Regions from separate parts of the Sus scrofa genome. Here all the other regions are linked to region 2. A link is a contact called in public HiChIP or PLAC-seq data. All regions are on one chromosome and are shown on one strand. Each heading gives the region's core, a stretch centred on a gene start, on an enhancer-like site or on the middle of the called end of the contact. The rest is flanking DNA. Distances are from core to core; before and after follow the strand shown.

Region 1 (4,690 bases), core at 1,518-4,017, 320 kb before region 2:
AGTGGCAGTAGGTGGGCAGCTTCAGTAGGCTGGCAGCTTCAGTGTGCCTTCCATATGCCACAGGTGCTGCCCTAAGGGGGAAAAAAAAAAGTTGAGCGTGTCTGCCAGAGATAACTAGAGACTTAAAATTACTATGACACTCTTAAGACTTTACAAACTTGGATGTGTATCAAAAATCTTATGATTTTATATATTTAATAGTAAAATTAAATCTGACTCTGTTTCCATCCCTTTACAAACAGGAGATTTAATCTCAGTTATTACTTACTTTTTTACCTGCAGAACTGGGACTGCCATAGACTCTTGGGTAAGAAAGGCCAGTGCCTTCTGTTTATACCAGAATATGCTGTACAGAGCTGTTTGGTTCTGGCAGTAACTCTAATATTCCTGAGATATTTTTGGCAGGAATTATTTTTGTCAAGTTCTTGAGCTTCTTTAGGTGTGTTTGAAGTCGCTGTTCAGAGTGCCGGAGGGAGCCTACAGTATAGCCTTCTCTTCTCTATGCTTTCACTCTTGCCTTCCTATTCTCAAAAACATCTAAAATTGTCTCTCTTTCTAGATGACCTAGCAATCTTTTCAATCAGTTCAAGGTTTTATTCCCCAGGCATTTTGTTATTAATGTAACAGGTGTTCTTGTAGAATTTTCTTCTCCTTCCAAAAAGGAAGTCAGGCTTCTGTTTTCCATGAGTCAGGGGACTTGTATTGCAGGTTCAAACACTGGCCCATAATCCATAGAGCCAGTTTCATCTCCAGACATTTTCCTTCTAATTTTAGAGGAGTTCCTGTACTACCCTACATAATGTAAGCCAACCTCTCATTAATTTCTGTCATATTACCCTCTAAATTTGTGTCATTGTATTTAAAAATTCTTATATTGTCTTGTTCATTTGTTGAATCTTCCTCTTCTCTTCAGAATGCCTTGTTTATTGCCCTACTGCTCCTTCCTGAAGCAGATTAAAAATGCTCGCATTAACTTATAAAGTCTCAACTATAATAATTTTTTTTTCTTTTTAGGGCCTCATTTACAGCATATGGAGGTTCCTGGCTAGGGGTCGAATTGGACCTACAGCTGCTGGCCTACACTACAGTCACAGCAAGGAGGGATCCAAGCTGTGTCTGCAGCCTACACCACAGCTCATGGCAACACTGAATCCTTAACCCACTGAGTGAGGCCAGGGATTGAACCCGCAACCTCATGGTTCCTAGGCAAATTCGTTTCCGCTGCACCACAATGGGAACTCCTAACTATAGTAATTTTTGAGCAGGTATTACAGCCACATTAAAAAGTACAGGAGTTCCCATCATGGCTCAGAGGTTAGCAACCCAACTAGCATCCATGAGGATGCCGGGTTCAGGGTCAGAGGTCACAGATGCCACTCGGATTCCAAGTCACTGTGGCCAGGGCGTAGGCCAGAACCTGTATCTCTGATTGGACCCCTAGCCTGGGAACCGCCATAAAAAAAAAAAAAAAAAAAGTACACAAGGAAGGAGTTCCTGTTATGGCACAGCAGAAAAGAATCCGACTGGTATCCATGAGGACGAGGGTTTGATCCCTGGCCTCGCTCAGTGGGTTAAGGATCGGCATTGCCGTGAGATGTGGTGTAGGTTGCAGACGCAGCTCAGATCCTGTGTTGCTGTGGCTCTGGCCTAGGCAGGCAGCTACAGCTCTGATTCAACCCCTAGCCTGGGAACTTTCATAAGACAAAAAATAAAAAATGAAAAAAATAATAACCAACAAATTAAAAGCCTTACAAAATAGGATAATTTTAGGGTGTCCAGACTAACTCTACCCATTTTTCAGTTTGTAACAATTAACAGAATAGATGAAGATAATAAATACCAAGCATCTTTACATGTCTGCATCTAGCCATGACAGATGCTCCACCGCTTTTCAGTAGGTTTAAGGTAATTCTAGGCTATTCTGAATTCCTGGTAATACTACATTCCCTTCCATTCTTTCCCCATCACACAACCCAAGCACAGAGCCACGGAACTCCCAAAGTACTGTCCACCCTGACAAAGCATTGGGATAAAATAGGAAATGAACAGACTTGAGAGAGTCTGTTTTCAACTTGAATCTCACTTCTGCCTCACTGCACTGCTCCCTGCCTAGTAGATCTGTCGCTTCTGGTCTCAGTCTCAGTTGCTTCTTCCAAAAAAACGAGAACAATTAAGACCACCTTGCAAGCTTGATGGGTGAATAAAGAAGTAAGGGGCCAATACCACCTTTCGCAGAGCTAACATTCAATCTATCTATTCTGTCCCCTTCCTCTCTTTCTCCCCTCTGAAACGTGATGAAAGATCGCCCAGGACATATGGAAGTTCTTGGACCAGCGGCAAATTTGAGCCGCAGTCGAGACCTATGCCACATTTGTTTCCAGATTCTTAACCCACTGCTGCGGAATAGAGGATCCAACCCCTTCCGCTGCAGACACAACACGGGCTCCTTAACCCGCTACGCCACAGCGGGAACTCCTAGATATTCTAACTTTTAATGTCGCTACCCCAAAAATGGGGGCTGGTCAAGCCCCAGTTCGCTGTACGCAGAGAGGAAAGTCCACACACGCCTATCCCTCTCTCAGACACAGGCCCGCTTTCTGAACTCTACCAAACTTGCACGGCGGAACGACCCTGGCAGCACACTACTCTCCGCTGCGGCGGATCCGCGGCCCGCGCCAGGGACCGCACCGCCCCGCACCCACGCACCGCACCCCCGCCCCGCCGCCAGCGGCCGCGCAGGCGCAGTCCCTCTCCGGCCAAGCCGGCTGCTGTCTGGGCTTGGTGGGCGGGGCGGTCGACCTCTCTCAGGAGTATCCCGCCGCCGCGGGCTCTGTCTCTCAGATCTACCAGTGGGCACGGCTGCTGAGCGTGCGAAGTCGTTGTTTTTCTAAGTAGCTCTCTTCCAAGCTCAGTGGTCAGCATGGCCCGTGAGTGTGCAGACCGGTAGAGGAAGCCGCAGGGAGCGTCGGGCTAGGAAGTCTAGCGCAGAGGCCCAGCGGGCGGGAGGCGGGGGCCGGCTGGTGAAACCCGTTCTGTCCGGCGCAGTGGGGACCCGGTTTGCAGTGAGATGGGAGAGAGGGAAGGTTGGCTCCGGTCCAGCCTGAAAGGTCGGACAGGTATCTGCCCCTCCGATACAAGTTTACACAGCAAGGAGCACCTCCCTGGAGATGGCAGCCCTGGGAGGGGTCTTATTTTGGAGGTGACTTATAGCTGGTGCTTAATACTTAAAAAGTCGAGAGGCCTAATGAGGACCAGGAATTCTGAGTCTCTTCCCTCGTTCTTTTGTTTGGCCCTTGCAGGTAATGTTTTAGTAGCATCTGTCTTCGCTTGCTTAACAATTGAATTATCGTGGGCCAACTTGTGTGAGATGTGGTCTGTGATGTATCTTTCACTCTCCACCCACACTTCTCAAAAGCCAGAACTTATTTTGAAATACTGGCCCATATAGACAGACAACTGGAATGCCTGTTTGAAGAGATCTGGTATTTATAGGTAGTGAACACCTTAACTAGTATAATAATATTCTTAAGACCTTAAGTGTTTACCTCTTAGCTTCCTCCTTGTCGTCAGATCCAGGAACACCATTCAAGGCCATTCTTTGCTGGCTTACCACTTAAAAAGCAAACTTCAGATGCATTTAAATAAAGGCCTTAGAATGGAATTATTAATTTTGTAGATGGGAAAATAGCATGACTGTCTTCCTAGGTGGAAATCAACGAGAACTTGCCCGCCAGAAAAACATGAAGAAATCGCAGGAAATTACTAAGGGAAAAAGAAAAGAGGATAGCTTGACTACTTCTCAGAGAAAACAGAGGTAAGTGATACTAAAGGAATTCTCAAGTCACGGAAGTTTTCATATTGGAGAATGGAAAGCATTTTTTATTTTTTAAATCCTTAGTAGAATTAGGCCTAATCTGCAGAAGAGGGCAACAGCTCAGTATATGTTGTGCACCAGGCATGCTAACACTGTATTATGGGGCAGTCATTATTCCAACTCATGGATGAAGAATTTAAAGCTCTCAAACTGCAATTTGTTTTGCAGAAAGTCTTATGCAACTTTACCATAACCATGTGAATTTCATTTAGCTTCCATTGTTGGGTGCTAAGGATAAACATTATCTTTTTCTTTTTCTTTTTCCTTTTTTTTTTTTTTTTGTGCCTCACCCACGGCATATGGAGGTTCCCAGGCTAGGGGTTGAATCAGAGCTGCAGCTGCCAACCTACACCACAGCTCAGGGCAAGGAGGGATCCTTAACCACTGAGCAAGGTCAGGGATCTAATCCATGTCCTCACAGATATGAGGCAGTTTCGTTAACTGCTGAGCCACAACAGGAACTCCTAGGACAAACATTTTCAAAGCAGACATCCTACCCACTAGTCTGAATGACAGGTCACCAATTATATGGATAACTGTTCTGAAAGAGACACAGCATATATAGCTGTACTGATGTCTGAAGATCCATTGAATTGGAGAGAATGCAGGTGCACAGGTGTCAATGCAGGTGCTTTGACATATATGACTCTAAGTGACAAATAATATAAAACTGCTACAGAAATACTTTGAGACTGCCACTTAAGCTCAAGGAAAAGGATTCATGTTTCTAAAAAAAGTCAAATTTAATTTTATTCTAAAATTTTGTTGTCCATGTGGAACTTGGAGGTTAGGCGAATAATTGACTACACAGGCTTC
Region 2 (4,095 bases), core at 1,516-4,015:
TAGGTCACCTGATTAGACCCCTAGCCTGGGAACCTCCATAGGCCACAGGAGTGGCCCCAGAAAAGGCAAAAAGACAAAAAAAAAAAAAAAAGACAAAAAAAAAAAAAAAGAAAGAAAATTCAAAAGGAGCAAAAGGACAGTGCCTGGCTTACTATTAGGTCAATTTAGGATCTTTAAACTTTATAACAGTGCAAAAGCGATACACATTTAGTAGATCCCATACCTTGAATTTTGATCTTTTCCTGGGCTAGTGATAGGCAGCTTGATAACGTGATGCTGGGCAGAGCAGGGAGCTGCAGATCCCAGTCAGACACATGATCACGATAGTAAACAACTGATGTGCTTACAGCCATTCTGTTTCTCACTTTCAGTACACTACTTAATAAATAACATGAGATACTCAATAATTTTTTATAAAATAGGCTTTGCATTAAGATAATTTTGCCCAGTGGAAGGCTCATGTAAATATTCTGAGCAAGTTTAAAGTAGGCTAGGCTAAGCTGTGATGTTTAGTAAGTTAAGTGTATTACATGCACTTTCAACTTAGGGTATTTTCAACTTATGATGTTTTTATGAGGATGTAGCTCCATCATAAGTCAAGGTTTATACTGGAATGTAGGTTTCCCTTTCAAGCCATCATGCTAGATCTCCTCCCTTTAGGAAAAAAATGTTACTGGTTTCCTGTGTATCTTTCTGAGATGTCATGCCTTCAAAGCATATGTGTATGTACATAATTTTTTAAGCCACATGATAACATACATTGCAAACTTTCTCATTTAATATATTTTGGATACCATACCATCTTGTTATTCTTTATTTGATTTGCTATTCTTTGATTAAGATACAATTCACATATCATAAAATTCATCATTTTAAAGTGTATATAATCTGTTGGTTTTTATCATATTCACAAGATTGTGCAACATCCCATTCTGTAACGTTTTCATTACCCCACCCAAAAGAAGTCCTCTACCTGTTGGCAGGCATTTTTCATTCTTCCCTTCCCCTAGCCCCTTGCTATCACTAATCTACTTTGTCTCTATAGATTTGCATATTCCAGACATCTTCATATAAATGGGATCATACAATATGTGTTCTTTTGTGTCTCGCTTCTTTCACTTAGCACAGTGTTTTCAATGCCATCCAAGTTGTAGACTTAGGGGTATCTTGTTCCTTTATATGGTTGAATAATATTCCGCTGTGTGGCTATTCCACATTTTGTTTATCCATTCTATCAGTGGCACGGTTGGGTGGCATCTACTTTGGACAATATGAATTGCAGACATTTGAGTACAGATTTTCGTATGGATATAATGTTTTCAGTTCTCTTGGATATAGCTAAGAGGGGAATTGCTGGATCATATTACAAGTGAGTTTAACATTTTCAGGAAATGCCAAACTGTATTCCAAAGTCGTTGCATAACTTTACCTTCTCATCATCCCTGTACTCGGGATCTAATTTCTCCATATCCTTGACAACAACAGCCATCCTGAAGATGTAGTCGTATTTCATTTTGGTTTTGATAAGGTTTGCAAAGAATTCCATTAAGGATGTAGTTTATTGAGTCCCCTACTGATGGACATTTAAATTGTTTCCAGCTTTTTGTTTTTAATTTTATGAGAATGATAAGAAAGGATAACATATATTACTATGTGCCAGGCACTCTTTTAAACACATTTCAAAAGTGGTGAACTCTGAATTCATATGACTACTACCTGAGGTGTAGGTATTATTATTATTTCCATTATAGGTGATGGAACCAAGCTTCATAGGGTTAAATGATTTACTCAGAATCACAACTAGGAAGTATCAGAGTCAGGATTCCAACTTAGCAGGCTCTTACCCATTAAATTGTGCTGCCTAATGCATATTTAACTTTGCACATGCAAGTTTATTGAGTAAATTCCTGGAAGATAAACTGTATGCAAGCATAACCTTTACAAGTTTCATTTAAATAAACTTGCCTATCATGTATATGTAAGACTTCATGCAAATCACTGTTGAGGGGAAGGCCTCCCAAGATAAATTCTTGCCCTCCAGATGATCTTAGTCAAGTATACAAAGAGGATAAAATGGACACTTTGAACAAACAGATTGTGATGCATGCCCCATTGGAGATTCTAACAAAATGAGAGAATAACCTACAATGAGTAGCAGAAAAGGATAAATGATGTAGGATGCAGGGCATTGAAAGATGGGCATGAGGCAGAAAAGAAAGATGACTCAGACTAGTAGGATAATACCACTGTGTTTTTACCCAGTACTACCTGGGGTTAAATCACATACATTCTAAGGACAATTACTACTTCATAGCGCTATTGTGAGGACTAAATCAACAACAGTGCTTGTCACACACTAAGCACCACTTATGTGTTCATTATTGTTTTTAGTAATATGAATGGCTGTTTTGAAGACAATATTCTTTTCACTACTGGGACTCACTAAATTCTCTTGCTTATCAAGCTACTGCTAATAATTATCCTACTGCTAACACTGCTCATAATAAGCTTTTCTTTCAACAGAAGGTATATAGTGGGATCTAACAGAGAGCTATATACATTATGGGAATCTTAAAAAATATTAATATACTAATTTCAGTCCTAGGTTGTCAAGGGAACTCCCCAGTATATCATTTTGATGTTTGAGCCTATGTGTTGAAAACATATGACTGTGCCTTGTACTCCTAACAGGTGGAACCGTTCTCACCTTTCTAAGAGTCTGCCTCCCAGGTTATCATCCTCAATTTGGCTTGAATAAAATTCCCTTTTTCCCTTCCCTTCACTGTTAACTGAATTTTCGTCGACATTAGTTTATTTCTAAAGTGAGTAATCATTAAATCCTGCCAAGTTTTTTGACCACTATGAAATGCCTTCAATTATTTCAAGAGATGTCGGCTATTAGGAAATAATACCCACATCACTGCACCAGGTGATGAAGCTAATGACCCAGCACGTTTTGGGTGGGGTTAGAGGGAGATGGGGCCCTTCCCGTGAAACCCACAAGCGCGGGAGGCCCGAATAGCAGCTTTCCAGGTCCAGTTTCGCCTTCGCCCCAGCAGTTCCTTGGCCCACAAGGCGCCCTCATTGCTCAGCGCTGAGAGCCTGCCTTTCAAGGCCCGCAGCCCCCGCTGAGCCATAGCTCAGCTCTATCCTTCTCTTACGCGACTCCGAGATGCTTCATGTTGGAACCAACTAATTTTACCTTCTTTGAGCCGCACACTCGGCCTCCTATTTCTCCAGGTCTCCAACTATATTTGTAATTCGGTTGTGCGCAGCTGGGTAAGTTATGCGCGTCCACGTTGTGCAGCGCTACCAGCCCGACACGAACCAGGTGAGCTCGGGCCGTGGCCCGGTGGTAGTTGGCGGATCTAAAGTCCGGCCGCGCCCGCCTTTCCGGTAGTGGCCGCGCAGGTCGGTCACGTGGCTGGAAGAGCGGCGGCGCGCGCGGCCTGGAGGGTCGGTGCTCGGTGAGCGCGCTAAGGGGACGGGGGGGAGGGGCGGCACGAGGCGGCGGGGGGGTCCTGCTCCTGGAGCCGGATCGGGACTCGCACAGCCTCCGAGGAGGCTGGGGAGGGTGCGCGGCCAGACCTCGGGGCGGGGCCTTGCAGATTCGGAAAAGCACAGCGGAGAGTGGGCGAGCTGGCAAACTGGCTCCTTCTTCGCCGAATGCTACTTTAGTGGCCTCACCTGATATTGCAGAAATAAGAAATAGATTTGAAAGACTTTGTTTCTACCTCTTCTCCCCTCCTCCTATGTTATTTTTTTTCTAGTTTTTTTTTTTCTACCAATTTTAAGCCTTAAAGCTATAGCGCACAAAATGCCGTGTGGTATCCTGGATTGGAACCTGGAACGGAAAAACGGCATCAGTAGAAAAACTGGGGAAATCCTGATAAAATATGTGGTTTGGTTAAGTGCGTGTATCAATGTTAATTTTTTATTTTTGATAAATGTACCCTAATGTTGCACTACAGGAATTTGGGTCGGGGGTATACAGGAGTTCACTGTACTATCTTTGCGACTTACTGTAAATCTAAAGTTATTTTAATATAAAAGTTGAAACGAAATCCTACAGCGATATGTAGCAGGCCAGTGTTT
Region 3 (4,368 bases), core at 1,091-3,590, 440 kb before region 2:
AAACTGGCTAATATATAACTTTTATAGGAGCTCTGGAAAACAGAGGCCTACCCCAACCAAAAAAACGCCCAGCCAAGAAGCTATATTCAAAATGGTGGGAAACCCATCGTCCACACTGCCACCACACTAATTATTCCATCAGGTCAGCAGGATCATGCCACTCCTCTACTTAAATACCTAAGCAGACAAACTGCAAAATGAAGCCCCAGTGTGGCTTCTGCACGTGTCTTCCCTCCTTCACCTGGGGACATCCGCAATCCCATCTACACCATGAATTCCATACTTGGCCAGACTGCCAAGACCACATTCCCCCTAACCACCTGCATAGGGTGGTACCTCTGTTCTCATGACTCCGACTCCTTTAATTTGTATAGTTTGTAGTTGCCTCCCATCCTCCATCCTTATTTTTATTTTACTTTTGGCCACGCCCACCACATACAGAAGTCCCAAAGGGCAGGGATCAAAATCCCGCCACAGCAGTGACAACGCCGGATCCTTAATCGCTAGGCCACCAGAGAACTTCCCCATCCTGAGCCTGGTCACTTATTACCCAGCTTGAGAGCCAACTCACATATGACTTCCTATCTGCAGCTTTCCATACACCACCTTATTAAGCTTTAGACACCACTTACCATGATGCACTGCTTTTTTGTCTATCTCCCCCACAAAATTAGGATCCCATTCCTATACATCTATACTATACACCTAAAATAGTGCCTAGACCACAGTAACCACCCAATGTTTCTGAATTAAATGTTCTCTCCTGATCCCAGGAAATTACAAGACTTTTGGAAGCCCTCATTGGATACTGTTTCTGCCTCAGCCTGCTGCTTTTCTTTCAACCTTACTGTTTTCCTAAAGGCAGGAATTATTTTAAATGTCTTAACTGAAAGTTATTTGCACAATTTAATGTTGTGGGGTTTTTTTGGGGGTTTTTTTTTGTCTTTTTTCTATTTCTTTGGGCCGCTCCCACGGCATATGGAGGTTCCCAGGCTAGGGGTCGAATCGGAGCTGTAGCTGTTGGCCTACACCAGAGCCACAGCAACGCGGGATCCGAGCCGCGTCTGTGACCTACACCACAGCTCATGGCAATGCCGGATCGTTTAACCCACTGAGCAAGGCAGGACCGAACCCGCAACCTCATCGTTCCTAGTCGGATTTGTTAACCACTGCGCCACGACGGGAACTCCTAATTTTTGTTTTTTTGTTTGTCTGTCTTTTCTAGAGCCACACCCATGGCATATGAAGGTTCCCAGGCTAGGGGTCTAATCGGAGCAACGCCGGGATCCTTAACCCACTGAGCGAAGCCAGGGATCAAACCTGCAACCTCTCGTTCCTAGTCGGATCTGTTAACCACTGAGCCACGACAGGAACTCCTGCACAATTTAATGTTATCTGTGTAGGCTTAGAAACCATGAGAGAGACTGAAAATTTCCAGCTCTGATATTTCACAAACCAGGAGTTGTCTCTATAACCTTGTGATGCCTCCCAAGTCCAAGAAAGACCATTTGAGACACATAAATGGTCTTAACATAGACCATTCTATTCTATTAACATAACCAACTATTTAAAGTCTGGGAAGCACAAGCCAGGGGGAGCTGTGCTAGGCCAGTGGTTCCCAAACCTGACAGCCACCAAGCCCCCCCCCCCCAACTTCATTAACTATGCAAACACTAGGACTCCACCCCGGAGACCAAAAAGATCCAGGGTGAGGATTAAGGCAGCTGTACTACGAACAAATTTCCAGGTGACAATTGCTAAACCAGGTTTTGAGAACAACTGATGGTAAAGATACAAAATACAGTACCACTGCTAAAAGGGAACTAAAATGTATCTGATTTTCTCTTGCAAACTTCAGGAATCCCTAGCGCGTCCCAGAATCCTGATGGGATCCAGAGAACAAAGCAGCCGCTGTTAAAGTGAGCCCATCCTCCACCCGCTTCCCAGTCCAGCCAGTGCCTCGGCCCGTCGGTCCGGCCCTGGAGGACAAGTGGAAGACGAATCACTGACTCAGGCTAGGTCCTCCAGGCCGCTCACCCAGCCTTACCTGGTAGATGGCAGAGCTAGAGTCTGGTTGAGTGCCCAGTGCGACCACGGAAGCCCCATGATAGGCGCGCAGCGTGGAGACAGGGACGCGGGCGCACGGCCTCAGGGCCAACCTCAGGGTAGCCCACATGGCAGCGGGCACAAAGGCAGGAAGGAACGCGTGAGAGCCGCCTGCGCCGATTCGGAGCCCAAGCTTCCCCCTTCAACTCCCCGTCTCGAGGCCACAGCTCCACTCCGCTCCAGGCAGCCCTAACTCGCCTGAAACCTCCCAGATTCTCAAGTCGACCTCCGCACGTGCTGACGCACGCCGTCCGTGATTGGTCGGCCTGAGCCCCACGCCCCCCAACTCAGCCAATAAGGGACAGGGGTGCAGCCCACGAGGCCTGTCGTATCGCGAGCCTGTGGAGACGCGCCTCCTAAGACGCTGAGCTGAGAGTTGAGAGCTGGGCTAGGTTTCCTTTCAGTCGGTCTCAGCTCTTTTGCTATGCACCATTTTCTTCTTCTCCTGCAGACAGAAAGGACATTGCGGGACTTGAAAAAGCTTATCTTATATGAGAGCTGGACACTGAACAAGCTGCCCTAAGAAATTAAACTCTTTATTCATCCATTCAACAAGTATTTCTTTTTCTTTTTTTTTTTTTTTTTTTTGTCTTTTTGCCATTTCTTGGGCCGCTCCCTCAGTATATGGAGGTTCCCAGGCTAGGGGTCTAATCAGAGCTGTAGCTGCCAGCCTACGCCAGAGCCACAGCAACGGGGGATCCGAGCCGCGTCTGCAACCTACACCACAGCTCGCAGCAACGCCGGATCCTTAACCCACTGATCAAGGTCAGGGATCGAACCCGCAACCTCATGGTTCCTAGTTGGATTCGTTAACCACTGAGCCATGACGGGAACTCCAACAAGTATTTCTTAGGTGTCTTCTGTCAGGTGCTCTTCGGGAGCTGGGGATACAGTGGAGAACAGGCACAGTGCCCTCCTTTATAAAGCACAGAGATCATGAACAAGTAAATTAAAAACTCTAAGAGTGATAAATTACAACTTGGATGTACATATTTTATATATGTTTTATATAGGATTATAACATTTCTAAAACTTTGCCTATAACAAATCTGGGCTTCTTATCCACTGGACAATGAGAAAAAATCTTATTTAGTCCACTTAAGTCTGAGACATTTTCAATTAGTTTTATACATGATGTTAGATAAAGGCCTGGCTAAATTCCTTAGTATATGGGTACCAAGTTTTCCCAACAACATGAAGAGACAGTCCTTTCCCCATTGAATAGTCTTTGGCTCCCTTGTCAAAAAAAAAATTTTTTATCAAAAATTATTTCGCATGCAATGGTTTTTTTCTGGACTTTCTATTTGATTCCATTGGTCTGTATGTCTGTCTGTATACCAGTACCACATAATTTTTATAGCTGTGGCTTTGTAATAAGTTTTTAAATTATTAAGTGTGAGTCTTCCAGCTTTGTTCTTCTTTTTCAAGATTATTTTGCCTATTGTTTTGTAATTGCTTTTGTAGTTTCCTTTTCAGGTTGTTCATTATTAGCATATTTAAATGCAGGAGTTCCTATTGTGGCTCGGCAGTTTATGAACCGGACTAGCATCCATGAGGACACTGGTTCCATCCCTGTTCTAGCTCAGTGGGTTAAGGATCCAGCGTTGTGATGTAGGTCACAGACGTGGCTCAGATCCACTGTTGCTGTGGCTCTGGCGTAGAGGGATGGCTACAGCTCCAATTGGGCCCCTAGCCTGTGAAACTCCATATGCTGCAGGTGCGGCCCTAAAAAGACAAAAAAAAATAGACAAAAAAACCCTCAATTTTTAACTGTGTACTGCTCTTTTGCAGAATTCATTAGTTCTAATTGTGTGTGTGTGTACATAATCTTTAGGGCTTCCTGCATGTAATAAATCATCTGTGAACTGTTATAATTTTACTTTATCCTTTCCAATATAAATGCCTTTTATTTCTCATTCTTACCTAATTGCTCCAGCTAGAATTTCTAGTACTATATCAAATTAAAATGGTTAAAGTGGACATCCTTAGCTTGTTACTGATCTTAGAGGAAAAGATTTCAATTTTTCACCATTAAGTATGATATTTGCTGTGGGTTTTCCCCATGTGGCTCTTATGATGTTAAGGTTAGTTTCCTTCTAGGTTTGTTCAGTGTTTTTTTCATTTGTTTTTGTTTTTTGCTTTTTATCCTTAGTATACATCTGGTGTTGCCATGAGCTGAGGTTTAAGTCCCAGACATGGCTCGGATCTGATGTTGCTGTGGCTGTGGCGTAGGCCATCAGTTGTAGGTCTGATTTGACCCCT

What was found. HiChIP or PLAC-seq counts read pairs in DNA pulled down with a chosen protein or histone mark.
Region 1: an H3K27ac HiChIP or PLAC-seq map of skeletal muscle shows a contact between it and region 2. The contact joins the promoter of LOC100517502 here to the promoter of CCDC125 in region 2. A contact is called at or near these places in 1 of 5 promoter capture datasets (fetal liver) and 2 of 2 datasets of contacts at active chromatin or transcription factors (alveolar macrophages and skeletal muscle).
Region 3: an H3K27ac HiChIP or PLAC-seq map of skeletal muscle shows a contact between it and region 2, with 4 times the contacts expected there. The contact joins the promoter of MCCC2 here to the promoter of CCDC125 in region 2. A contact is called at or near these places in 1 of 5 promoter capture datasets (fetal skeletal muscle), 1 of 47 Hi-C or Micro-C datasets (heart right ventricle) and 1 of 2 datasets of contacts at active chromatin or transcription factors (skeletal muscle).

Annotation. Positions count from the first base shown.
Region 1 is chr16:47,795,656-47,800,345 of Sscrofa11.1, reverse strand. LOC100517502 (small EDRK-rich factor 1) reads left to right here and starts at 2,767. Exons shown (of 3, transcript XM_003134027.5): 1 at 2,767-2,927; 2 at 3,706-3,814. The coding sequence starts at 2,921.
Region 2 is chr16:47,477,259-47,481,353 of Sscrofa11.1, reverse strand. It overlaps CCDC125 (coiled-coil domain-containing protein 125), which reads left to right and starts at 2,765. Exons shown (of 12, transcript XM_013984842.2): 1 at 2,765-3,279. It overlaps AK6 (adenylate kinase isoenzyme 6), which reads left to right. Exons shown (of 5, transcript XM_003134021.5): 5 at 1-798.
Region 3 is chr16:47,915,280-47,919,647 of Sscrofa11.1, reverse strand. It overlaps MCCC2 (methylcrotonoyl-CoA carboxylase beta chain, mitochondrial), which reads right to left and starts at 2,340. Exons shown (of 17, transcript XM_005672531.3): 1 at 2,048-2,340. The coding sequence starts at 2,176.